2 separate regions of the Mus musculus genome follow, and region 1 is linked to region 2. Evidence: chromatin contacts called from public promoter capture Hi-C data. All regions are on one chromosome and are shown on one strand. The core of a region is the stretch at or near the end of the contact, and the rest is flanking DNA. Distances in the headings are between cores, read along the strand shown. Region 1 holds the start of Cfap97d2 (CFAP97 domain containing 2). Region 2 holds the start of Gas6 (growth arrest specific 6).

Region 1 (6,981 bases), core at 541-3,040, 210 kb after region 2:
CATGTGTGTGCCATCTGCCGCTCCTGTAGGTCAGATACCTTAAGAATGAGCTCCGAGGTGGCTAGAGCATGTCCAGCACTTTTTTTTTTTGAGGGATTGTGTGTTAAGGTCCAAGAGCTTCGGGGAGCAGGACCCTCGTGTTCAAGGGGCCCAGGCTTTCCAGAGACCCAGCAAATATTTATTTTACAATTACATGCACATTTAAATAGCAGCCAGGGACCATGGTGGTAGGAGATCACAGATTCTAAGAGATCCTCCTGCCAAAGAAGGCCGCAGAAGTTTCCCTGTCTTTTCCTAGCCTGAACTTTTCACAACAAGGACCTGTGGGTGTGTGGCTAGCTGTCCACAGCATCTCAGGAGGCTGGCATGCCTTGGCTTCATTCACATCTTATCCTGAGTCTGACTCAAGCACAGCTGATGTGTTGACAGCCCCTAAATCATGTGCTCTGTGCCCGTCCTAGCCTTCATTTAACCACAGTTGAGCAGGGAGTGGTAGCTACCAATTCTGTACTCCAAGTTCTGAATACCAAACGTTACAAAGGCCGGAATTCTGAAATAAAAACAATATTGTTATTCTTTTTGACAGTCTTTTGGGTTGCTAGAGAAAGTTTATCCAAGACAGATTTAAAAAAAATAATAACTTGTATCATGAAAACGAACCTTAAAAATGAATAGCTTAAAAATGACCAAGACACAAAGACCAAAGTGTGGATACTTCGCCTCTTCTTAGAATTGGAAACAATCACCCATGGAAGGAGTTACAGAGACAAAGTTTGGAGCTGAGACAAAAGGATGGACCATCTAGAGACTGCCATATCCAGGGATCCATCCCATAATTAGCCTCCAAACGATGACACCATTGCATACACTAGCAAGCGTTTGTTGCAAGGACTGTGATATAGCTGTCTCTTGTGAGACTAGGTCGGGGCCTAGCAAACACAGAAGTGGATGCTCACAGTCAACTATTGGATGGATCACAGGGCCCCCAATGGAGGAGCTAGAGAAAGTATCCAAGGAGCTAAAGAGATCTGCAACCCTGTAGGTGCAACAATATGAACCAGTACCCCGGAGCTCTTGACTCTAGCTGCATATGTATCAAAAGATGGCCTAGTCGGCCATCACTGGAAAGAGAAGCCCATTGGACAGGCAAACTTTATACGCCCCAGTACAGGGGAATGCCAGGGCCAAAAAAATGGGAATGGGTGGGTAGGGGAGTTGGGGGGGGGAAAGGGGGGGACTTTTGGGATAGCATTGGAAATGTAATTGAGGAAAATACGTAATAAAAAAAAATGACCAAGACTTTGTATAACTGAGCCTCAAGTCAACCGAAGAAGAAGAAAAAGAAAAGAAAATCTTCCACCTGAACTGGAGTTATTGTTATTTTGTTATAAGATTTTTATTACATTTGTAACATTGTTATAAATGATTCGGAAAGAAAGACGGGACCAAAAGTGTTTCTCTTCCTGAAGAAATACAAAGATTAAGAAAGTAAAGAAAGGAAGAGAGTGGCAGGTGGCAGATGACTGTGAAAGAGATGCTGGTTCATTCTAGTCTGTTCTGGCAAAGGAGATGGTCTTTGGCCTCCTTTTTTCTTGTTTTCTTCTGGAGCTGGGAGCTGAGTTGCTCTTCTCCCGACAGCAGCAGTGAGCTAATCAAGACTCAAGACAACCACTGGGGTGGAAGGAGAGTCTAGCTGTCTCTTAGTGCTCTCTCATCTTTTGTTCAAAAGCCTCCAGACTGAACTGGGCTCTCCCCAAGGCCTGGGTGCCATGGCAACCGTCACATGACCCCACAAACAGCTCTGCTGCTGGGGCTGTACTGCTGCTGCCTGCTCCTCTCTGAAGGGACGCTGGAGTTTGTGATCTGAGATGCATAGAGTCCCCCGGCTGACCACCCCGTGGGCTAATAGGGACCTGCAGAGAGCCTGGGAGAAAACCTACCAGGACCACAGGAAAAAGGTAGGAAGACTCCTGGAGCCTCATGCTGGGGTTTGGGGTGCCAGGCAAAGCCCAGGGAAGTCCGGCGTGGATTCAAAAGGTCAGAATGGCAGAGTGTCTTTTTAACTAAAGAAATAGTTTATTTCACGTGTACGAATGTTTTGCTTTCACGTATGTCTGTGTACCGCATGCATACCTAGTGCCCGTGAAGGCCAGAAGGCAGTATATCCCTTGGAATTGAAGTCGAAGACAGTTGTGCGTGCTGGGAATCAAACCCAGATTCTCTGGAAGAACAGTCGGTGCTCGTGACGTTGCTAAGGGTCTCTCCAGCCCCGGGAGGACGGTTCTTAAGAGGACTTATCATTACATCACCAGTGAACAAGATTCCCACCAACTTAGAGTCAAGACCATCCCATTCACAAACACAGGGTGCATTCCTAAGGTACTCAACTTCCCCCAAGTTACTTGAAGCCATCCTATGATAAAAGGACCTGATGTCCACTCCTGGTCCACATTACACGCACCAGAAGGAACCAAAACCTGCCTGCACCTGGAGAGGGGAGAGGCAAGTGCCCACTTCGTCTCCCTGGATAAAGAATGTCACGATGGAGTTCAGCCCAGCTGCCCAGCGTTCTCACTAGGCTAACCACATTTCCTTAGCTGTGCTGGGAACACTGGCAGGAGGACGTTCTTAGATCTGGAAACTTCAGCACTAGGTTGATCCCCTCCACTAATTTTCAACGATTACCCCCAGGTACCAAATCGATAATCAACCCTGTTTCCTTCTGAAGTCTCAGGTGACACCCTAAGAAGTCAGCTCTTTCTGGGCTCACTTGATGCTCCAGCCTCACCCCTCCCTTGCTTGCCTCTCCCCACCTCACCGGCCCCTTGAAGCCCCCACGTAGCACTCCTCCACAGCTCTGTAGAGGTCCTCAGCTTACTTCCTTATGTCTCGTTCCAAGGCCACCTCTGGAGAGAACTTCCTCTGATCCCACTGTAAGAAGCACACCAAGGCCTTCTGCTCTCTTGGCCTTACCACCGTGGTGGTTGCCCAGGTTCATCACGGGGCACCTGTTTCACCTGCTCTGGCCATGCTAGTTGCTGTGGTATTAGGGACCTGAGTAACTATTTAAGCTCTTACTACTCGTTAGGAGGCCAGAGGAAGCAAACCATTGTCTCTCCCAGTGATCTTCCAGCCTAGTCCTGTAGGAACCTTGCTCTTGTTTATCCCAGGGACTGGCCCAAACCCCATGAGATAAGCAGTCACCCTGTGCTTATGTGAGTGTCCAGACTCTGCCCCTAAGACACTGCAACACAAAGATGGTTTAAATGGTCACTGTGGAAGAAGAAAACTGATTGGGCAAATGAGACTCATGGAGGTGAACAGTAGGCTGGAACCCTGAGATGTCTACAAGTATTGGTTTATGGCACAAATACATAAGTCTTTGAAATGTCCCAGAAGCTTATGATTCATTTTTTAAAAGATTTATTTATGTATTTATTTATTTATTTATTTATTTAATGTATATGAGTGCCCTGTCTTCATGCTCGCAAGAAGAGGGCATCAGATTCCATTACAGATGGTTGTGAGCCACCATGTGGTTCCTGGGAATTGAACTCAGGGCCTCTGGAAGTGTAGCCAGTGCTCTTAACCACTGAGCCATCTCTCCAGCCTGTTTGGGGGTTTTTTAGAGAACCTGATATGGCTGTGACCAGCAACAGAGCAAGAACACTGGGGATCCACAGCCTGTCACAAAGGTGACAGTCTATCTGAGAAGGAAAGACAAGAGTCACACAAAGGTGGGAAGGGAAATCACACAAGGTCAAGGAGCCCGTCTTGGACACAACTGATCAAACAGCTAAAACGGGGTGTCGGGAGGAAGCTCACAGTGACTGAGGGCATAGCATAGAAGCCATGCCAGCTGAGAGTGTGGAGAGGTCTGAATGTCAGACAGTGGAGGCTAGGGGCTAGTGTGAAGTACACATAGGCACAAGACAAGGGAAGGGGACTGTTATAGCTAAGGTTTCTATTGATGTGATAAAACATTATGGCCAAAGCAACTGGGGCAAGAAAGGGTTTATTTGGCTTACACTTCCACATCACAGTCCATCATCAAAGGAAGTCAGGGCAGGAACTTAAGCAGAGACTGTGGGAAGCCGTTGCAGAGTGGCAGTTGCAGAGTGGCAGTTGGCTACTGCTGGCCACCACACATACATAGGCAGTGAAGGTTCTTTTGCCAAGACAAGTTAACCAATCAGATGTGAGACACGCCTCTCCTAGGCCTATGTAAGCAGCACCAGTTCTGGGCTCAGGGTCTTTTCGCCTCTACAATCAAGCTCTCCCAATAAACATGTGCAGAAGGATCCTGTTGCAGCGTCGTTCTTCCTGGCCAGTCGAGCGCGCGCAAGAAGAGACCATGGAGGAGCACTGCTGACTGGCTTGCTCTCCATAGCTTGTTCTCCATGGCTTGCTCTTCATGGCTTGCTCAGGCTGCTTTCTTATACAACTCAAGACCACTGCCCAAGGGTGGAACCACCCACAGTAGACTGGGCCTTCCCACATCAATCGTTAATAAAAAACGGTCTACAGAGCTGCCTACAGGCAATCAGAAGGAGGCAATTTCTCAGCTGAGATTCCTCTTCCTAGATGTGTCTAGGTTTGTGCCACGCTGACAAAGAGCCAAGCAGCTCAGGGACAAGGTGAGACAGTGGTCTGGATACCAAGGGCCCTGGTGGGTGAAGACAGGCATGAGCAGGTGGGAGATGGAGGATGAGGAGCGGCAGAGGATGGAGAGCCATCTCTTCCATCCCAGGCACAACCAGTCTGGACAGAATCAACCCGTTTCATGTGAAGAAGAGAGATTTTGGCTGTTCAAGTAGTCAGTGCTAGACTGAGAATCTCTGAGAACACAGTTTGATGAAATAGAGAAAAGAGAATGCTGTACCCCCAGTCTCCACCCTCCGGCCACCAGCCACCAGGCCACCAGCAGCACCGTAGAGCCCCTCCTCAGCCAGCAGCCCCATGGCTCAGCCATCCTTCCGTCCACTGCTTCTTTGGAAAGGTTTCCTTCTCCCTCCTGGTCTGCCTGGCACCCTTCCTCTGATGGGCTTACCCTGCTGCTGGAGGAGCTGCAAACCCAAGGCTGCATTGCTAGAGCCTGTATTTATCTGTTCCTTATGCTCTAACAAGACACCCCAGACTAGACAACTTATAACAGCAGACTTCTGTTTCTTTCTGTCCAAGAGGCTACACATCGAAGATCAAGTCTCTGGACACCTGAGTGTTTGGCAAGAGTGGCTTCCACCATGGCAGCCTCAGTGGGACAAGAGAAAGAAGGGCAGACAGATCTCTGGTGATTATTCTAGAAGGGCTTTAATTTCATTCATGAGGAAAGAGCTGTCATGATTTAATCACTTCACCAAAGGCTCCACTTCTTAATGCCACCGTGGGAAGGATTAAACCCGCGGCATGAATCATAGAAGAACAGAGTCAAACCATAGCAACCTTCAAAACTGAAGTCAAAGAGAACAAAGGACCAAGGAAAAATAAAAATAAAAGCAACCCTGAATTTCCAAACAAGGTGGGACAAGAACAAAGGAGTAGTACACCAGTAATGAAGGTACCGAGAGGAGAAGAGAGGGAGGAAAGGAAGAGGTGATAAGAAGGAACAGTGAGGGACAGGGTCTCCCAGATTCATATCAGACATCATGGCAGAGATCCAAGGAGCCAGAGATGCCATAAAGGATGAGTCTTGAACTATGCATAGGCATATCTTAGTTGAACTTCAGAAAAGCAAGAAAGTAAAGACCCGAGCTCGGGGGTTGGCTAGGTGGCTCACAGGTAAGAAACCTTCTTCCAGGCTCAAATTCAAACCTGAATTTGATTCTTGGCACTGAATGATGGAAGGAGAGAACCAACTCCCACATGTCCTCTGACAGGCTATGGATGGTGTGCGTGCACACAACACACACACACACACACACACACGTAATAAGAAAAGATTAAAATGCAGATAGTAACAGTGACCTGGATTATGTGTGTCTGTGTATACTTCGATGATACAGGAGCAGGAGGGAAGTAACAGGACTCAGTTGTTACAAAGTACGACACTCCTCATGATTCGTGGTAATGTTAATTGAAAATGGACATGGAATAGTTTTAAGTGTATGTGACAAACTGCATGGGAAACAGTTTAAAAAAATCTCTTTAACTGATGTGGCTGGAGAGATGGCTCAGTGGTTAAGACCGCTGGCTGCTCTTGCAGAGAGAGAGGACTTAAGGTCGGCTCCCAGGACCCACATGGAGATTTACAACCTCCTGTAACCCCAGTTCTAGAGCATCTGACGCCCTCTTCTGGCCTCCTCAGGCACCAGATGTTATTAGACGCGTTCTCACGACCGGCCAGGAAGAACACCACAGACCAGAATCTTCTGCGGCAAAGCTTTATTCTTACATCTTCAGGAAAAGAGAGCAAGAAGCAAGAGAGAGCGAGAAGCAAGAGAGCGAAAAAGCAAGAGAGGAGAGAGAACGAAACCCCGTCCCTCTTAAGGAGCATTCTCCTTCGCCTCGGACGTGTCACTCCCTGATTGGCTGCAGCCCATCGGCCGAGTTGACGTCACGGGGAAGGCAGAGCACAAGTAGTCATAAGATACCCTTGGCACATGCGCAGATTATTTGTTTACCACTTAGAACACAGGATGTCAGCGCCATCTTGTAACGGCGAATGTGGGGGCGGCTCCCAACATCTCCCCCTTTTTCTTTTAATAAGAGCAAATAGGCCACCCATATTAATGAGAGTGGAGATAGAGGTCAAATCCCCAGTGTGTAGGTAAAGGAGCCATGTACAGGATTAGCTCTTAGGCTTACAGGCTTTTACCCAGAGCAACCCTGACCTGCTCCCGTGTCGTTTTGCCTGGGGGAAGGGAACTAGGACACTGAACCTTCATGAAAGATGACATGTCTCCCTAGAATAGGCTCATATATGCCGCAGAGCCTTTCCATTGCAGTGCTTAGCCTTGCAACTCTCTCGGGCTGCTGAAGCAC
Region 2 (7,151 bases), core at 3,027-5,526:
GTCTGGATCCTGCATTTCCTCCCCAGAGAAAGTCAGGAAGAAGCTACCAGTATCCGCCCACTGGAGGGCTCAGATCTGGCCCCTTTTTTCCTAATGTCAGAAGAAATGCTAACTAAACAGAGCCAGACTCTTCCCAGACAAAGTGAGAAAACAAAACAAAACAAAACAAAACAACCATGTGGTTCATCATGTGGGAGTCGGCCTGTTTCCAGCGATCTAGGCCCACCCAGTATGGAGGGCAGGACCACACTGTCATCCCCTCCCTGGGGGCCCTGGAAATAGCAGATATAAGGAGCAGGTGTGCATCAGCTACAGTTGGCCAGGATACCACTCGGAGCCACAGGAGGCTGGCTGGTCTACTCCAGCACGGTATGTCCACAACATCAGGGAACACACAACAGGGTTTTAACAAGTACTGAGAGCTTTCACTAAAACCACACTGACTCCTCATTCAGACCCACAGGAGACAAGAGGACTTGGATGGAAGCCTGGCACCTCTATTTGCATTATGAGTCTGTCACTTGCTTTTTTTTTTTTTTTTTTTTTGCAATGGAGGCATGCTAATCCCTCGGGCACCGGCTACATAAGCCTGGAGCCGCATACCCATCTCGTCCCCCTGCAGGGTTGACCACACAGATAAGCAGATAGGAAGGATGTGTTAACATTCTGTCTTGTCCCAGATCCCCAAGGGAAGTTAAGGGTCTCGAGGGACAACAGAGTCTTAGAGATCACTGAGAACTGTTATTATGAAGGAACCTGCACTCCTGAGGACGCCCTTGTCCCCTCGAGGAATAAGGACTCCTTCTAATCACTTTGTAGTACCAGTACTGAGGCAGCATTAGCCGGACCACACTTGACACGCCCTGCTCAGCTCAGCATATCTCAGACACTGTGCCCAATCCGTCTATTTAAATTTAAAGCTCACATCCACGTCCCAAAGGCAGCCCTGAGGTGAGGCCACTGGGCCTCTTGTTCCTTTCCTCGGTGTGCACTGACTCATTATATCTCTGCCTTCTGCTTCTCACTACTTCTAGTCTCTATGGATAGAGTTACCCAGGCAGCACAGCCTGGATCTTTGGCATTCCCAGACGTGGTCCTTTTACCCTAAAATTTCACTCACAGATCAGCCCAGTAAGGATTCCCGAGGACCATTGTGAGAATCTGCTCTGGTAGGTGATCTGCAGACCTCAGCTTCTCATTGTCACAAAGAGTGGGGCAGGTAAACCGAAGCCACGCCTCTTGTCAAGACCATCTCATGGGCCTCATCTTACAATGAGCTACATTTCAAGGCCAGGAAAGCTGACCTAGCATTTTCACAGGAAGGTTACATCTCTTCCCACTCTTCCTTCTGAGGCTATGAAGGTGACTGGCGCTTGTATATCCACTGGCGCGGGTCTTAGGTCTCCCCAGGGGTATGGAGTAGGGGAGGCTCCAGCCATGGGTCCCTGCAGAGGATCACGGGGACTCCAGAGCACAGCTTGGTACTACCTCTTCCTGAGGCTTGCCCGGTATCTGTGGCGCCAGGAGAAAAGCGACTAGCAGCCAGATCAAGGTGCTAGCAGCTAGGAAAGAGCTTTGATTTGGAACTCTGCAAGGTGACGTGAGGTGCGTGCGGACTGGATGCCGGGGTTAACAGTTTCCATACTGCAGGCAAGAGGCACAGGTCAGGTATCCAAGCTGGCTCATGAGAGGAAAGTCCACGTGTTAGGGTGTAGGGGTTACAGAGGGACAGTTTTAGATAGCGCTGATGGGAAGAGGTGTACGCCAAGCCCTGAAGGAGACAGGCTCTGACAGGACCAGAGGGGTCTGTCCTTTGGAGCATTATAGTCAGGAGTTTCACCCAAAAGCTGACAGAAAAGGGAAACCCTCCCATGGCCGAAGAGAAGTTATTTGGAGGAGGTGGGGGTCCTGAGGACATTACTCTCTTTCATGTCTTCATTTCAGACCTTTGCAAATAAGATCATAATTAAAACATACAAGCAATTAAAACCAGAGGGACTTGACTCTAACTAAGAAAAGCAGTTCCCTGTCCAGGCAGTCAGGAGGGCCAGCTTGGGCCTGTCTGCCCTGGCAGGCAGGCTGCAGAGGGGCGGGACTCCACCGCTGGGTGGTGGCCTTGCTGCTCTCTCTCAACTCTTGTCACCACAAGCCCTGTCCACACTGAATGGCAGGAAGCTTCATGGGAGGGTGGAGTTGTAACACACAGAACCAGTCACCTAAGCCCACAGCCCAGGTGACCAAGGACTGGGACTTACCCTAGAATGCCGATGGCAGAACTCATTGGGTCGAGAGCAATCATCAAAACAGAGAAGCAGCAGCAAGGGTAGAAAAAGATCAGCCATCTGCCCCATCCTGCTGTAGATGCCTGGGGCAGCACCATGGTGAGGGGAGGGTGGGAGGTGGGGTGGGGGAGGGGGGAGCAGGGGTGGGGCACAGCTTGTCACCTGATCTTGGCTTCCACACTGGGTAACAGTGCCAAAGCAGCTATGGTGACACTCAACAGCTGTAGCACCGCTATCAGGAAAGCAGCTTTGACAGGGATTGTCCAGTCAGCCGATTAGACACAAGTCAAAGCAAAGGCCCCAATGGCTCACACAGCGCCATCCTAACATCATGTGATCCTTACTTCACCCCAGAAGAATTCTTTGAAGGGAAAATGCCAGCGGAACCCAACATTGTGAAACCATACCGATTTGGCAGGTGTTGGGGGGGGGAGTGGGGGGGGGGCTCTGCATCACTACGGAGACCCGTGGGCCAGTCCAGATCTCAATCAACCTCACGCATGCCCTACGCTGGGGTGTGTTCCCCTCATGAATCCACTCAGCCCCCACGCGCACCTTCTGGGGAGAGTCCTGTGCATACATAGGCTGCTGGCTGCAGTTGGCTGTACGCCTGCTCCATTCCCCAAGGACATTATTAATAGAAGTTTGTCCTGGGCCAGCACAGCCCTTGCAGAGGCAGGTGCCGGCCCTCTTCCTCACGTTGCTCCCCACCCGCCCGTATGCATGTTCTTAGCACAATTCCAGCCATCGTATTTTTGGACCTGCTGCAGCAAGCAATTCCAGCTTTGAGATCTTTCAATTCCTCTTTCAGGAAAACCCTGGGTCCCTCCGGAGGAAGACCAAAGAGGAGCCCCACCCCTCACCTCCAATCCAATAAAGGGACTGGCAGTCTTAGGAAGCCTTTGAGTTTCAAATCACTGCGGATTTTTCCCACGGGTACTTTCTTTTCGAGGGTAGGGGAAGATTTAGTTTCAGAGTCTACTGAAGGGATCTCAGTGGAGCCCACTCAAGGATACGCTTTCTACTCCTGAAGAGGAGAGGACTTGTGGGTCAACTGAGAAACTTGGGCTCAAGAATGGAGAAGTGCAAGGGGGTGCGAAGAAGGCTCAGTGTCTAAGAGTTCTGGGGTGCACGTGGTGGTGCGGTCCACACAAGGATCCTTACATCTCCAGAAAGGATGTTTGGGATTCGACAGTCCCCGGGTCTCCTGGACCCTCACAGGGTGGGAGTCGGAACTTGCGGCCCCCAAAAGTATGGGTTCTGGGACGCCCAGGACCCACCCCGCGACCCCTGGCGCACGCTCACCGTCTCGGGGTCGTTCTCGAACACCTCTCTGGCCTCCTCTTTGCTGCACACCTCCTCCACGCACTCCCGTTCCAGGTGGCCCTGCTTGGCCTCCTCGAAGACTTGGTAGGCGCGGCGCTGCCTGGGCCGCAGAAACTGCGCCGCCTCACGCGCCCGCAACAGCACAGCTGCAGAAAGAAGGGTGTACGGTCAACCTACACCCACTCGGGGCTGGAATGTAGGGGGTCTGGGATGCTGGGGATCGTAATGCCTGTGTGTCTGGGATGCTCCGGGTCCGTGATGCCTAGAGCTCAGAGGTCCGGGGACAGGATGCCAGGGTGTCTGGGGTACCCGGCACCAGGATGCTGCGCCGGGGTACAGGCCTGGAGCCCCACACCACGGGGTAGTGGGTTTGGGGGACCCCTGCGGTACTCACTGTGAGAAGACTCGGAAGCCAGCAGGAGCAGCAGAAGCGCAGTGCCCAGGGCGGCGGCGGGCCCGGGCGGTGGCGGCATGGCGAGGCCGGTGCCGGGGAGCCTAGCAGCCGGGAGCGTGCGGTCAGAGCACCCGGGAGGCTGAAGCGAGGCGCGGACGCCGCGAGACACGGGCTCCGGTCATCCTGGCTAAGCGACGGTGAAGGTCACATCCCTGCGGCGGCAGCGCCGCACCCGGCGCTCGCTGCGGTTCTGGGCCGTGAAGGAGGCAGCGGGTGAGGGCGGGGCTTAGGGCGGGTGGGGGTGGGGCCTAGTGTGAGTAGGGCGGGGCCTTTGGGGGCGGGGCCGAGCTGGGTGAGGCAAGGCAGGCTGACTGGTTCGACTCCAGTATCCTCAAAATTTCACTGCTAGAATGCGGTAAAATGAAAGGAGAATTGTATCTGGGCATCTGCCCAGGTACAATTTGACCGTTTTCTATCCTCCTCTGCAGACATCGTTTTCGGAATCTTCATTCTTGGGCACATTTTCTAAAGAGATGCAACATCCACTAAGGAAACAATAACTGTGGCCACACCCAGTGGCGTGGAGGTCCACGGTGCAAGATGTTATTCCCTCTGAAATCTGATTTCCACACCACAGGCTGAAAGCAGCATTGTGTATTTTCCAGTACCAAAGCTTTCTGGCTCTTGTCTCAGGGCACTTTGCAAGGTCATAGATGCACACACACACACACACACACACACACACACACACACCTTGCAGACCAATCACAGAATGCAGATATGCAGCAGCCTGCCAAAACCCAATAGGGTAGATGTTCCTGAGACATCCTTACCTCAGCATTTTGATAGAAAAGGATAAGGAGTCACCCTCCCCCTCTTTTCTGGGTGAATGCAACCCAGATTCTTGGGAGCACACAAGGTCAATACTGGTGGAATTCTTCTTTAAGGTCATCCGTTTGAAGGTGGGGCTAACAAATATCTTAATTTCAGAGAAATGACTGCCATGGGAATCATCTTGAAAGGGAATTAAAAATTGGATAAGCTGTGCCTGCTTCCAGACCAGAATCACGGCACTCCCAGGAAACCAAGCCAAGAACTTCAGAAGCCAGAGAGCACCCCGAATTTCCTAAGGCTGCCCCAGGCCTACAGACACCATGTGCTTGGAATGAATATTTGCCGTATTAATTTTCTGCTCTTTCTTAAGAAGGAACACTGTTTTCAAAAGTGGTGTTGGTTATTCACGAACACTCATTCCAAGCCAAGTAGAGGTCCGCCATTTCTGAAGGTTCTGAGGAACGGGCATGGGTGGAGGTCAGGTGGTTTGCATGTCTGCAGTTGCTGCTGCCTGTACACCTGTGGAAGGTTGGAGGAAAGATGATTTGATTTTTCTAGTTACTTGAATCCCTTCCTCCCCCCTCCCCCCATGAGAGACAGCTTCTCTGGCTTCTATGGTGTGGTCGTGACTCAGACAACCAGGACCCAGCACCACCTCAGCTCGATGGAGTTATCCAGATCTTTTGGCTTCCTTTAGCCTTGACCTCAGTCTCCCCTACATTCCCAGTGCATTCTTTCTGCTGGGCATCCCAGTAAAGATGCCTCACATTATACAGACCGTTGGTTTAATGAAGAGAGAGCATCCTCCTGGATTTGGCTTAGAAAACAGAGCAAAGAGGAAGCAAATGTGGAGGGAAGTGGAAGGCTGGATGGAGGGCACTCAACCGAGTCATCAACACAAACAAACAACAAACAAAACAAATGAAACAAACAAACAAACAAACAAACAATTCCCTTTCCAAGGCAGCCATGGGAAACCTGTAAGAAACGACCCGGGTAAATATTTCACATTTGAAGTGCCCTGCAATGGAAATGGTGAGGCTCAGCCCCACAGGGCAGGAGGTTGGAGCCATCTGGGGTGTTGCGAATGATCTGGCTACAGAAAGGAAAGCTGGTTGCTTCTCTTGTCAGGAATAAGCTCAGGTGGGCTGTGGAGATTGGGTGGAAGCATTGTGTCTGGATGGAACCAGTTCTGCACAGTCCCCAAGGCCACTTCTCTGTGCAATACACTTGAACTGAGATTGCTCTTGTTCTTCTTTAAAATGAGTTGTCCTGGAAACAAACCAACATTCAGTTTGGTTTCTGTTTGGGGTTCGATAGCCTTATCGATATATGGAAATGCCTTTAAGTTGTGTCTATAAGATAGCTTTTGATGTACCTGAGGCCCAGGTGTTTACCTGTGTAGCAAGATGACACAGCAGGATCCAAAGAGTGCCTGTCCCCTTTGCTAATTCTTCCTTCCCAATGTCCCTCCCATCCCCTGTGTTCCCATAGTCTAGAAAACAGCTTCTGCTACTACAGATTAACTCATAATTTCTAGCATTACATAAATCTATATTAACCACATTTTTTGCTTGGCCTTTTCAACCAGCATATTTTCATTTTTGCTCACTATATTCAGTTTTATGGATATACTTATTGATGAACATTAGAGGTTTTTTAAAAAAAGATTTATTTCTTTATTTTATGTGTATGAGTACACTATAGCTGTATTCAGACACACCAGAAGAGGGCATCGGATCCCATTACAGATGGTTGTGATCTGGAAGATCAGTTGGTGCTCTTAACCACTAAACCATCTCTCTAGCCCAAGTTGTCTTATTTTCTTAAATCAGACAATAGACTGTGAACACTTATGGGCCATTTATGCATAAATTATCACGTGCCAATATGGTTTCATTTCTCTTGAACTTTCTTTTTACTTTAATAAAAACTTTATTTAAACAAGAGGATTGACTTGAAGGGATGATTTTGTCCAAGAGTAATTTACCCCTACTTAAAGACAAATTGCCCTGCTTGTAACAATAATGTACAAAAAAGTTATAAAAGTGTACTTGGCTTTACAATGGTAGATGTAAAAACATTAAAATTCTCCCATCAAACAAGGTATGAATGGATTTTATGTTGTTGGGTTCTTTTGTCAAAACGATGAGAAGAAAATAACTTACTGCAACACAAGGAGTGGAATGAGGGAGCCACTAATGGAGAAAGGGGGAATGTTTTTACAGACCCAGTACCGACCCCAGACCAGCCCCATCTGATGTCAACCAAAACAACATTGGCCACTTAGTTTAAAAAAGAAAAAAAAAAGCAAT

Evidence for each region. Capture Hi-C pulls out chosen DNA fragments and counts their contacts.
Region 1: a promoter capture Hi-C map of adipose tissue shows a contact between it and region 2, with 5 times the contacts expected there. The contact joins the promoter of Cfap97d2 here to the promoter of Gas6 in region 2. A contact is called at or near these places in 1 of 39 promoter capture datasets (3T3-L1-derived adipocytes), 1 of 484 Hi-C or Micro-C datasets (nephron progenitors), 6 of 115 datasets of contacts at active chromatin or transcription factors (bone marrow-derived macrophages, double positive thymocytes, embryonic midbrain and 2 more) and 4 of 9 other capture datasets (adipose tissue, liver, macrophages and 1 more).

Annotation. Positions count from the first base shown.
Region 1 is chr8:13,704,099-13,711,079 of GRCm38.p6, forward strand. It overlaps Cfap97d2 (CFAP97 domain containing 2), which reads left to right and starts at 1,791. Exons shown (of 4, transcript NM_001101519.1): 1 at 1,791-1,958. The coding sequence starts at 1,869. The region is part of intron 1 of Gm46032 (a long non-coding RNA gene); the gene reads right to left.
Region 2 is chr8:13,490,259-13,497,409 of GRCm38.p6, forward strand. It overlaps Gas6 (growth arrest specific 6), which reads right to left and starts at 4,277. Exons shown (of 15, transcript NM_019521.2): 1 at 4,003-4,277; 2 at 3,588-3,754. The coding sequence starts at 4,081. It also overlaps a transcript of Tmem255b not described here.